3 separate regions of the Sus scrofa genome follow, and all the other regions are linked to region 1. The links are chromatin contacts, called in public HiChIP or PLAC-seq maps. All regions are on one chromosome and are shown on one strand. The core of a region is the stretch at or near the end of the contact, and the rest is flanking DNA. Distances in the headings are between cores, read along the strand shown. Region 1 overlaps CHST3 (carbohydrate sulfotransferase 3). Region 2 has its middle 21 kb from the start of DDIT4. Region 3 has its middle 31 kb from the start of DNAJB12.

Region 1 (3,722 bases), core at 205-2,704:
GCGGCCCTAAAAAGACAAAAAAAAAAAAAAAAAAGAAATTTAAAGAATACAACAAATTCAGTTTTTGAAGTCGTGCATCAACATTTTTAACTCCTGCATGGCTTGCTTTCACTGTGCCGGTGCACTGCAATTACTCAGCCAGCCCCATCTGCTGAGACACTCAAGTTACTTCTCACACGTTCACTCTCTAGGGCAGGGTGCCCATCCTTGGCCATGAGTCTTGGCCCATGTCCAGGTTGGTTCCAAACAAGCTAGCACACTCCTCACCAGGCCTCCCAGCTGCATGGCTGCGGGCATCTTGGAGCCAAGCTCTGCTGTAGCTCCTGACTGGACAAGGATAGCAAAGCCCAGAGCAGTGGGTTTGCTCTGACCTGGCTCAGGGCCCAGGGTTCAGTGGAGAAGTGTGGGAAGTACCTTCACTGATAGGGAGGCCTGGGACTGTTCTCTAGGGCCCCTTAGCCATGCAGCTGTTAGCACTGGGATTTGCACAGCTCGGCAGGCCCTGGTGAAGTGACTGTATCAAATGGGGGTTAAGAGTGTGCTCTCTTGTGTCCCTGCACAGCAGGGCTGAAGGGCAGCAGGGTCTGTCCTGGCCAGGGCTGGTTCCCCGGGAGTCTGTGGAAGCCCCCACCCCACCCCACCTGGCTGGCCTTCAGCCCTATGGTCCACGTTATGGCTCTGATCCAGGCTTCTCACAAGGTCTTGGATGTCCACTGCCACTCAGGGGACACACACCTCCACCTTTGGAGGCATCTGCTCTGGCTCTGTCTTGGCTGAGGTTGGATGTCTGAGATGGTTTGTTCTTGGGAGAGGAAGCTGGAGCCCTGGGATGTGAGGGGCTTGAGGAGGAATGACAGCCCTGGCTGCCCCGGGGGAGCATCCATCAGCCAGGCCTTCCTCCCCTTCCTTGCTCTCTCCCTCCTTCTCTTCTTCCTTCCCTTGCTGGTTCGCCCAGCAACTCTTGGGCTTTTACTCTCCTGTCGAACACTAAGCTCGACAGCTCAAGCCATCTCTGGAAGTCCCTACGTGCAACAACCTCGCCTGGACAGTCCCCTGGATGGACGCCACATCCCCCAAGCAGAGATCACATCTATGAGCATGTGGGCTCTTCTCCCTGTCTGTCCTCTGTCTCCACTCTAGGGGATCCAGAGACGACTCACAGAAATACACACACACCCCAAGGTCTCCCTTCCCAGATATTTGGTGACACAGCATGGTTGGGACAGCCTCCCGGCCCCTGAGGGCTGCTACTATAAGTTGGTCCAGAATTTTCCTCCAGGGGCCTTGCTTCACTGCTCCCATCTCTGCCCAGGGAGCTGCTTCCACCTCTCTTGGTCTCCCTCAGCCCAGGCGGCTCCTCCTCCCGCCTGGTGAAAGGGCTCCCTGGAGAGGGAGCAGGGCCTGCCATAGCTGAGGCCCCAATCCCTGCTGTGCTCTTGGCCCTGAGCAGCGAGGGGAGTGGAGCTTTGCTGCCTGATGCAACGTCTGGCAGGGCCTGTCCCTTATCAGAGCTCCATTCACAGCAGACTCTCGGACCCCACCTCCCCCAGGCGAGGGAGGGACAGGGATGGGCTGCCGTCCATCCGGGGCCTCAGTGGAAGGCCCGGGGAGCCTGGCTGGGAGCCATCCGAGGAGAAAACTCTTCTCTCGTGAGGGCCCCTCGCCAGGTCACGAGGGAGGCCTGAGCAGAAAGGGCCCCAAGGGGAGAGCAGGCCGGGGAATAGAGCTGAGGGTCTCAGGTCACGGCCTGCTTTCTTTCCAGTGCTCCCCCACTGAGACTGCCTGGGATCCTTGGCTGTTTTCCACCCTCCCCATTATTAGCTCATGGCCGGAGAGGCTGGAAACCGAAAGCCACAAGGCTGGTTTCTTTATCCTCAAAAAGGCATCCCCAACTGCTATCATTCAAGAGACTGGTGTATGTGAAGCTCTAAGCATGAAGATGTGCCCAGAGTACACACGCATAGCGCACACCCGTAGACTATACCCAGAGCAGCCACTCGGCTCATGCGTGTGGGACACACTCAGGGCAGCGCACACCCGCCTCATGGGGTCACAGCGCACACACGTGGTTCATTAGGGAACAATGGCTTTTTCTTCTTCCTCTTTATATTTTCCATCAACTTAGAATGATTAAGCACCTCACACGGGGCTAAATGCTTTGGAAAAGGCATTCGTCTGTTTACTCTACAGGTATTATGGGGCACCTCCTCTGCCCGGGGCATAGGGAGCAGGGCGCTGGGACCCTGGGTGCTGAGGGTACAAAGACGGAGCAGACATGGAGCTCTCCTCTGAGGGAGCTCAGATTCCAGGGCCTGAACTAGGCAGTAAACAAGAATGTTTCCACCCAGGTAGGAAATTAAGCAGGATGCTGAGAGGGAAGGTGATGGAAAGAGGTCAGTGATCAGAGAATGACTCCAGAGGAGGGGACAGCTGAGTACTGAGTGTAACTGGGCCCAGGGCAGCTGCCCTGGCAGCTGCATCCAGGCGGAGCTGGGTTGGCAAGTACCCCTGGTCTTCTTCACCATTGACCCTGGTGCCTCCACTGGCATCCCAGTAAGGACACCACTTTTTCCTTAGGCTGTCACATTACTGCTGGCTGCTGGGGGGAGGAAAGTTATGGACTAGTTCCCTGGGAGACAGCATCCAGCAAGAAAAGGAAGAGATTTTTCATTCTTCCCATGAGCTAAACAAGGAAGGCACTACGGATTTGGGGAGAGAGGTAGCACAAAGGTTTGTCCAGTGTCGCAGATGTCACAGACCCACTTCTTGCAAAGGGCCTCCTATAGGCCAGGTTCCACCTGAGTGACCATCATCCCAGCCCTGTCCTCCTCCCTCATGACCCTGTGACCTCCTGGCATCTGTGACCCTCTGCTCTCTCCTGGGTCTGGGGACTTCTAAACCTCCCTTTCCTGCCTGCCCCCTCTCCTGCTGGCCTCTCAAAGCTAACCCTAGCGGCAGCCTGCCTGGGCTGGGGCAGAGGAGCCAAGAGTCTCCCTGGGGTTTCATTCAGAGGGAGTTTTCACCCTTGCTTCTTCCTTTTAGGGCAATGCCAGGAAGGTTCACAGGAACCCTGTATTATGGGGGGGGGGGGGAGAAACTGGGACAGCAACTCAAAAATAGAAACAATGCCTGGAAGGGAGGGGAGGAGAAGGTTCAGGAGCTTTGTCATCGTGACAACCAAACTTCTAAGTCTTACCAAAGATGTTAGACCCAGAAGGGAGAGGCCAGCGAAGGCAGCTCCCCTTACCCCATGCCCGTCTCTTTTCTGCCTTTCCCGTGTACCAGACACTGCTCTTTGCAACAACTTTATGCAGTAGGAACCGCCCTTTCCATGCTACCAGGGAAGAAACTAAGGCACAGAGAGGGTCAGTCACTTACACAATGCCACACAGCCTGGTAGACATGCAGGAAGGACTGGAGCCCAGGACTTCTGGTCCCAGCTCCTTTGGCTTCCCTCGCATCATCAGACCCAAGCGACTCTCAGCTGAGAACTGACAGTCTGCCAGGCACCAGCTTTAATGGGTTGACTCACCAGTGATTACTGGGCAGTTGGCATGGGCCGGGTGCTGTTCTGGATGCTGGTCTTGACTTCAGAGAACTTGCAGTCTGAGAACAAGAGGGAGACAAACCATCAGCTGGAAGGCAATACCATGCATGCTACATGGGTAGGGGAGGGAGGCAGTGTCGCTGTGGAACATCAAGAGGTTGGAATGACCCAAATC
Region 2 (3,974 bases), core at 536-3,035, 260 kb after region 1:
AGGAGGTAAAGCAGGGCCTGCCTAGGGCCTCTGAAATCACAGGTGCTGTCTGCGACACAAATCCTGCTGCGTCCCAGAGAAGGACCACACAGAGGGGAAGGGAGGACACAGTCCCAGTCCCTGAGGAACCTCTCCTCTACTTGGAGAAACAGGAAACAACTAGACCCTAGGACGGTGTCTAACTCAGGCTGTGCTCAGTGGGTACCTCTCGCTGTGGAGTGCCTTCCGAGGCATGGTGGGCAACAGCCCAGGCCCAGCTATCAGAAAAGCTCTAGGAGTTCCTGTTGCGGTTCTGTGATAACGAACCCGAATAGTATGCATGAGGACATGGGTTCGATCCCTGGCCTTGCTCAGTGGGTTAAGGATCTGGCATCGCTGTGGCTCTGATGTAGGCCGGCAGCAGCAGCTCTGATTTGACCCCTAGCCTGGGAACTTCCATGTGCCATGGGTGCGGCCCTAAAAAAAGCCAAAGGAAAAAGGAAAGCTCCAGAGGCCCTCTAGGGAAAAACAAGAGCCAGACCAGAGGTGGGGCTGAGCACCAGATATGATGAGGGCTGATCTGGGACTAGTGAGGACAGGGTGGGTGGGGTGGGCTCTGTCCCAGGATGTGGGCCACATCTGTTTTCTCTACTAGGACCTGAGCACTAGGCTGGCACCCGTAGTAGAGGAGTTCTGGACACGGGTTCTGGATTCAGACTGCCAGGGCTCAATCCAGGCTCTCCTTTTTTCACCTCTGTGACCTTGTGACCCCAGCAAGGAGGACACAGGTAAAGTTAGCTACTGGCACCCTTTCCCCATCTCTTCTGGTCCTTCTTTGCAGGCAGGACCTCCCTCCTTCCTCTTCAGTCCATTGGAACAGGTGAGGCTGCAGGCACAGGGCCAGTGACCAGACTCGCCAGTCAGCACCGAAATCTTCCTGGGCAGTGCCTTTTATCAGTGTTGTCAGATGACACCCCACCCCCTACTCCACAACTGTCTAATGAGTGTAAATCCTGTGACTTGTGTCACAATTACCAAGAAGAGATTCCTTTTCTACTGAACTAGAATGTGGGATGATAGGAATCCAGAGCTGCAGAAGACCCCTCGTGGCAGAGTGGAAAGATTCAGCTTTTATGATATTTTTGAGCCCCCAGATCAAGCCATTCCTGGATTTTCAGTTTCCAGAGCCAGTGTATTCTCTTCTTGGTTATAAGCCAGTTTGAGTCAGGTTTTCTGTCATTTGCATCAGAAAGAATCTGAAATGCACATGGTAAACTTTCTTAACCTCTCTTTTCCTCATCTATAAAAAGGGGATGCCAGTAATAGCATTTTTTTTTTTTTTTTTTTTTTCAGGAGAAAGGAAGAGTTGTTCTGGGATGATTAAAAGGGTTGATCAGGGTCTGACACTTAACATAAAGCCTGACTTATGTTAGGCATTCAAAAAGCATCAACTTTTAGGTGTTCCATAGGTGTTTGTTAATCTGGCCCCAGGAAGTGATTTGCAAAGGCATCTGGGAAAAAGCTTCTTCCTGTAAGTTTGAGGGGTCCCAGGAAAACTGGGGGGAAGAGATGGCGGGGACACTCTGCAGGGAGGATTGCCTTATCCATCCAGGTCACAAGTGGTGCCCAGAAAGGCTCTAGCGGGTGTCATGATTATTTTTCCTAGTCCTCACGATCTAATCAAGCCCATTTTACAGATGAAGAACATTAGGTCCAATCTAACGCTAACTCCAGCGCCCCCTCTGCTGGCTCAGTGCCCACTCAGCCCCTCCCCTGGAGGACAGCAGTGCTGTCCCCTGTGGTGGGGCTGCTTCCTGCCAGATCTCAACCCCAACTAGGCTAAATTAAATCAAGGGCTTCTATTAGTAATCCTAGGCGGGTTTGAAAAGGCAAAAAGGAGTTCTAAACATTCCCTCCTCCCCTGGGGGCGGCTCTATCTGCAACCTGCTGTCTCCTGCACAGAGAGCTTCCCGGAGAAGTGTCGGTTTCCCCTTTCTCATCTCACGTAGTGAAGGCACAGTCACCAGTCAACTGTGGTTTCCCCCAGAAAGAGCCTGACGCAGTTTTGCTTAAGGAAACCACGCAAGCCTCCTTCCGGACCGGCCAGGATGCCTGGGGGTGGGGGTGGGACCGGCACCTCCCACTTCCCTCCAGATAACCGCCAGCCGGGCCAGATCATTTTCTCTGTCTGGGAATTGAGCTCACCTTAGGCTTTCCCCACGTAGCCTCCTGAACCTCAGTCTTCTCATCTGTCAAATGGCACCCACCTGTTTCAGGGGCGCTCTGAGGGCATGACATGGGAAAAACTTCTAGGGTCCTTAACCCAAGATGGGCACAAAGTCATGAGGGTTCAGTCCCTCTCCTCAAGCAGAGAGAAAGGCACGGGCGTGCCTGCAAGGGCAGAGAGAGGATTTGAACTTGGGTCTTTTGTGACTCTAAGCCCAGACCTCTACCTCCAGGAACTTCTGCCTCTTTGCTAGGGAACCCCTCCCCACCCGCTTTCCTAAAACTTTTCCTTCCGCCGCAGCCTCCTCCCCTGCACAGCCTCTGCCTGGCAGCCCTCGGGGACCTCCCAGCCGCAGCCCGATGGAGCCAGACCTCACTGGCCTGAATTGCTGGAAAGAAAAATTGTTTCCTTCCCCGTCCATTCACCCAGCTCGGCGTCTATCCAGCTCTGCCCAAGGAAACATCCAGCAAGGTGCCCCCCGACTCCCACTCCTACCCACCACCGACTCTTGGACACAACTCCACTGTAGCCAGGATGGCCATGAGAAGTGGGACCTTGTGCCCATGGGTCTCCCTGCTGGATGGGAAGCGAGACAAGTTATTCTCTCCACTCCCCTAGCAGGGTCTCACTCAGTTTGCCTCTGGATGGTGCCTTCTGTGGCCGAGGCGGGATGTTGATCTTAGTGGCCAAGGAAGAGGCTCATGGGGGTGCTTTTAGTTGTCATGGCAACGGGGAGCTGTGTCTTGCTTCCCCCATTGCAGGGAGCCCGCTCTTCCAAGGACCAGCCGGGTCCTGCTCTGTGGCCCCAGTACTACCTCAGGATGGAGTTGGGGGGGGGTGTCAAAGTTGAGGGACAATTAGGACCCAAAGCTTTGACAGATGCTACCAGTGTAGATGAACGCCATGTGCACAGCATTGATGAGGGAAGGCTGCCTGGAGGTGGGGTACCATGCAAAGGGTTCTGCTAGAAGGGACCACAGATACCCAATGGAGTGGCTGTAGCACTGCGGGCACAGAGCACGGGGCTGGGCAAGTGCAGGTAGGGATGAGTAGGCTAGGTACTTAGCAGGTTAGGGCTTCCAAGCCCAGGCTCACCCAGGGCACCAAGATGAGCTGAATTGTGGGTGTCAATCCTAGCTAGGCAGGAAGAGAGAAGGGTCACCAAGGCCATTCCCTTGCCTCCAGGCAGCCTGCACTCTGTCTTCAGTATAGTTATGTCCGGTCTTGGGCATTCATTAACCTCATACTCTTCCCAGGAAAGAGGAAGGTAACCAGGTTCATCGTCCCCATTTCATAGATGAGAAAACTGATGCCTGCCTGGTAAACTATCTCACCTCTGGGCCCTGAGGCCTGGCGTGGCACCCAAGCAGGACTCTCCAGGCCTTTAATTCCCTGTCATGGTGGTTGTTCAAGGAAGCCCCAAGCCATAGTTCTGATGCTGTCCACCCTTGCTGATGATGTAGAGATGCTAGGGCCACCTGAACCCCATATTTAACGAAGTAGGTGAGCCAGGACAGGGGACCCTGCTGCCTCTGATGGCTCTGGACAGGGGTGCAGGAAGACGCCCTCCGTGGTCTCTCTAAGAGGGAGTCCAGGATCGAGCCACACTCTTGGTCTCAAGAAGCCCACGGTCTAGAATATACATTTGAGCAGCCACTAAGGAAAATACTATAGAGGTTCCTCAAAAGATGAAAAATAGGGAGTTCCCATTGTGGCTCAGTGGAAACAAACCTGACTAGCATCCATGAGGATGAGGGTTCGATCCCTG
Region 3 (3,790 bases), core at 162-2,661, 280 kb after region 1:
ACTGTGTGTAGTATATTTGGGGAAGTGTGAGATTCCTCCTAAGGCTACAGTGTGGGGGTGTAGATGGGGTGAGGCTAAACAGGTTGGTTGGAAGCCATGTGAGGAAGCCTTGAACACCAAACCAAGGAATTTGAACTTGACTCTATAAGTAACAGCAAGCTACTTCTGTCACTGAGTCTAGACACAGAATACTGCAGACCCTGGCCTGGATAGATCCAGCAGAATATTAACAGTCCAGAGGAAATCTCTGCTTCAAATGGAAGTTTCCTTTTCCTGCTTGCTAGGAGTTCAAAGTCTGTCCTGAGCTTTAGGGCCAGGGGGATTACCTTATTACTGAGTTGTCCCAGAAATGGGGCCTAGAGAAATCAAGGGATTTGCCCAAGTGAAACAGCAAACCCATACGAAAGGCCCCCTAAAGCCCCAGATGCTAGCCTTCAGCTCCAGCCCCAAGCAGTGGCCCCTTGACCCTGGCACTCTTCTTGGCAGCCACTCAAAACCAAGAGGAGGGTGAGGAAATGATATTTTTTTGGTCATTTTAGGGCTCCACCTGTGGACATGGAGGTTCCCAGACTAGAGGTCTAATTGGAGATATGGCTGTCAGCCTATGCCACAGCCACACCATCATAGGACCCAAGCCTCCTCTGGGACCTACACCACAGCTCATGGCAACACTGTATCCTTAACCCCCTGAGGGAGGCCAGGGATAGAACCTGTGTCCTCCTGGATGCTAGTCGGATTCCTTTCTGCTGGGCCACGATGGGAACTCCAGGAAATGCATTTTAAAGAGAATCTGTGAAGCACCCATGAGTGTCAGGCACTGTGCCTGGCTTTGGCAGGTAGAGACCAGTAAGGCCAGCCTGGAGGGTGCCCACAGCCCCAGAGGACTGCATGAGTCCCCAGTCATCTTCCCTCTTTTCACTCCAGAAATCCTCCCTGCCCCCCAGAAAAGCTGCTGAAAAATCGTGCGTAGCAAAGCAGCCAGGGGTTTCCTGCCTTGCTGAGCCGGTTTACTCAATTTCCCTCATTTGTCCGCTGAGAACAGACAGAGCAAAGGGCAGCCATCAAAGGTGTCTGGGACGAGGCTCCGACAGCTGCCGGGTGAACGTGCCGCTAGGGACTCAGTCTGGCGCGGTCTGGGCTGGCGGGGGACAAGTCCGGGGACAGTCCCGGAGAGCCCCTCCCGCCGGGCGCGGGAGGTGTGCCGTCTGCGCCACGTGCAGGAGGGCACAAGCGGCTGAGTCCGGATGGAGCAATCGCCGGCCGGCAACGTGCTGCTGGGCCCGTCCGGGCGGGGGTGGGGTGAGGGGAGGGTGCTGGCGGGACCCGCCCGCAGTCCTTACCCACCTCCGGCTTTCCCGCTCTCCCCGGGCCCCTGTGCTGGGCTGGAGGGAGGGCCCTGCGTTGGAGGCTCGCTGCGCGTGCACTGGCTCGGTCCAGGACTGAGCGCACACAGGTGGGCGTGCGCAGGCGCACGGCCCGGACAAGCTTGCTCAAATCCCCCCTGCCTCCCCGGATGCTCTGGCTCTTTAGCCCCAGGCGATTGGCCTTGCGTTGGTCGCTCCACCCCGGCTCAGTGCTGACAGACATACAGGTTTCCTGGTGCCAGTCCTTGGGCACACCTGGGCAGCTCCACGTGGGCGCCACACGCGCCGGGCCCATCTGACCCAATGGATTTGGATGCTCTTCTAAGTCAGTCCCTGGAATTGTTGGGTCATGCCTGTTGGAACAAATGCCAGTGTCCTTGGGGAAGTTGTTTGACCTCTCTGAGCCTGAGATAAGTCATCTGTCCAATGGGGATGATGGTAGTGCATACCAACCTCATTGGGTTGTCGCGGGAATTAAATAAGGCAGTGGCTGGCTATAAAGTGTTAAGCCCCAGTGGTCATTAGGACTCACTCAATAATAGATAACCATGATGTGTTTTTTCGCTGTTGTTTTTTGTTTGTTTGTTTGTTTGTTTTTTTGGCCACACCTGAGGCATGTGGAAATTCCCTGGCCAGGGAGTGAACCCGTGCTACAGCAGTGATAACTCTGTATCCTTAACCTGCTGAGCCACCAGGAAACTCCTTGATGATTTTTATAGAGGGGAAAACTGAGCTATAATCCCCAGCTGGGCTCAGGGAGTCTGACAGGGGCAAGACTGGGCTTCTGGGTTTTGTTTCCTAATCACAGTCATCTTTTCTGCAGTATCACCCCTCATCTCTTCACCCAGGGCCTGCAACATTCATCCATTCATTTAACACAAATCTCTTGATATTTGTGCATACTGTAAAGCATTAAAAACTCTTTAACGGAGTGTGTGACACCCCAGACCCTGTCAGCTACACCTGTGACCTCCCAGCCTGGACTGCTGCCAGCTCTGGCCCCTGACTCATTGGAGTAAGTCACTTCCTGCCTCAGTCTCTCCATCTGTAGTGTTGGGATAAGAGGCCACCTCCCTCCAGTCTCTTGGGACCGGCAGAGGATGACTCAGATAACGGTGGGGAAAGCCCACAGAAGCAGAAAGAGCCTTTTACTGGAGCCAGCGCCTGCTGACTGATGCAAGGTTTGGGTTTTACGTGCAATTCAGCAAGTGGGAACGGGGATGGTTCGTTTAAAGTGTGAGGAGCAGAGGAAGTCCTACCCCTCCCCTCACGGCAGACAGCTGGGGATGTGGGGACAGAGTCTCAGCCTAAGAGTCCAAGGGGCCTGGTGCTAGGTCCAGGCTCTGCTTCCCCCAGCAAATGTGGCTGCCAAAGGTTCATGATGCCTTTGATCCATCTGCCTTTTCTGTCAAGTGAGAGTCGTGGCATTTCCCTCACTGGGCTGTTAGAAGGAGTAAAGACGGTAACCCTGAGAGGGGGCCTAGCACCTTCTGTTTCTACATGGGGACTCAGCATGAGGGAGGGGAGATGGGAAGAAGGCGACCCCCCGCCAAAGGCGTGGCATATTCTAGTCACCCCAGGCTAGTGTCCAAGGACCCTCTCCCTGGAGAGTCAGAGATCAGTGTATTTTCAACCAACTCTAGATAAAACAGACCCCCCTGCTTACACCCCAGGAGGCACAATGACTTTGAACTCAAGAGTGTGTCCAAACCTGGTGTCTACCACATGCTGCCTGGGATGCTGGGCAAGCAGCTTACTGCCTTTTGGCTTCCATTTTCCCACATGTAAAACGGGGAAAGGAAAGCCCGCTTTATGAGCTGTTGTGAGGTGAAGAGAAAATGAGGTAAATATGAGGGCTCATAATCGGGGCCATTGCCATTGTCGTAAAATGCAGTTCGTTTACCGCCCCCACCCCCCGCACATCACCTTTACCTGTCACAAGTGGAGCCAAGCGGAATACTGCCATCTTGAGTCTTTAAGAAATGTGTTACTGCATGAGGGTTAGAAATGTGTCCTGAGGAGTTCCCGTTGTGGCTCAGTGGTTAATGAATCCAGATTAGGGACCATGAGGTTGCGGGTTCGATCCCTGGCCTTGCTCAGTGGGTTAGGGATCCGGCGTTGCTGTGAGCTGTGGTGTAGGTCGCAGACGCGGCTAGGATCCCGAGTTGCTGTGGCTCTGGCGTAGGCCGGCGGCTACAGCTCCGATTCGACCCCTAGCCTGGGAACCTCCATATGCCATGGAGCAGCCCTAGAAAAGGCAAAAAGACAAAACAAAAAAAACCCAAAAAACAAAAAAAGAAAAAAGAAATGTGTCCTGAAATCTGCAGTGTCTGTTTTTGTTTCAGTTGGTTGCCTCATACCATGAGCTTTAACGGAAAGAGCTCTGTTTGCTTGGCGACTTTATGGACATTATTATATTTGATGTG

Evidence for each region. HiChIP or PLAC-seq counts read pairs in DNA pulled down with a chosen protein or histone mark.
Region 2: a contact with region 1 is called in an H3K27ac HiChIP or PLAC-seq map of alveolar macrophages. The contact joins two enhancer-like sites. A contact is called at or near these places in 2 of 2 datasets of contacts at active chromatin or transcription factors (alveolar macrophages and skeletal muscle).
Region 3: a contact with region 1 is called in an H3K27ac HiChIP or PLAC-seq map of alveolar macrophages. The contact joins two enhancer-like sites. A contact is called at or near these places in 2 of 2 datasets of contacts at active chromatin or transcription factors (alveolar macrophages and skeletal muscle).

Annotation. Positions count from the first base shown.
Region 1 is chr14:74,877,482-74,881,203 of Sscrofa11.1, forward strand. The region is part of intron 1 of CHST3 (carbohydrate sulfotransferase 3); the gene reads left to right. Among named protein-coding and RNA genes, the nearest start is that of CHST3, 28 kb to the left of the region's middle. Within about 2 kb of position 1,455, at least 54 of the 83 cell types and tissues checked have an H3K27ac peak or open chromatin away from gene starts, as enhancers often do. A contact at or near this core is called in alveolar macrophages and skeletal muscle, where this site is marked.
Region 2 is chr14:75,136,741-75,140,714 of Sscrofa11.1, forward strand. No RefSeq gene overlaps it. Among named protein-coding and RNA genes, the nearest start is that of DDIT4, 21 kb to the left of the region's middle. Within about 2 kb of position 1,786, at least 22 of the 83 cell types and tissues checked have an H3K27ac peak or open chromatin away from gene starts, as enhancers often do. A contact at or near this core is called in alveolar macrophages, where this site is marked.
Region 3 is chr14:75,157,435-75,161,224 of Sscrofa11.1, forward strand. No RefSeq gene overlaps it. Among named protein-coding and RNA genes, the nearest start is that of DNAJB12, 31 kb to the right of the region's middle. Within about 2 kb of position 1,412, at least 51 of the 83 cell types and tissues checked have an H3K27ac peak or open chromatin away from gene starts, as enhancers often do. A contact at or near this core is called in alveolar macrophages and skeletal muscle, where this site is marked.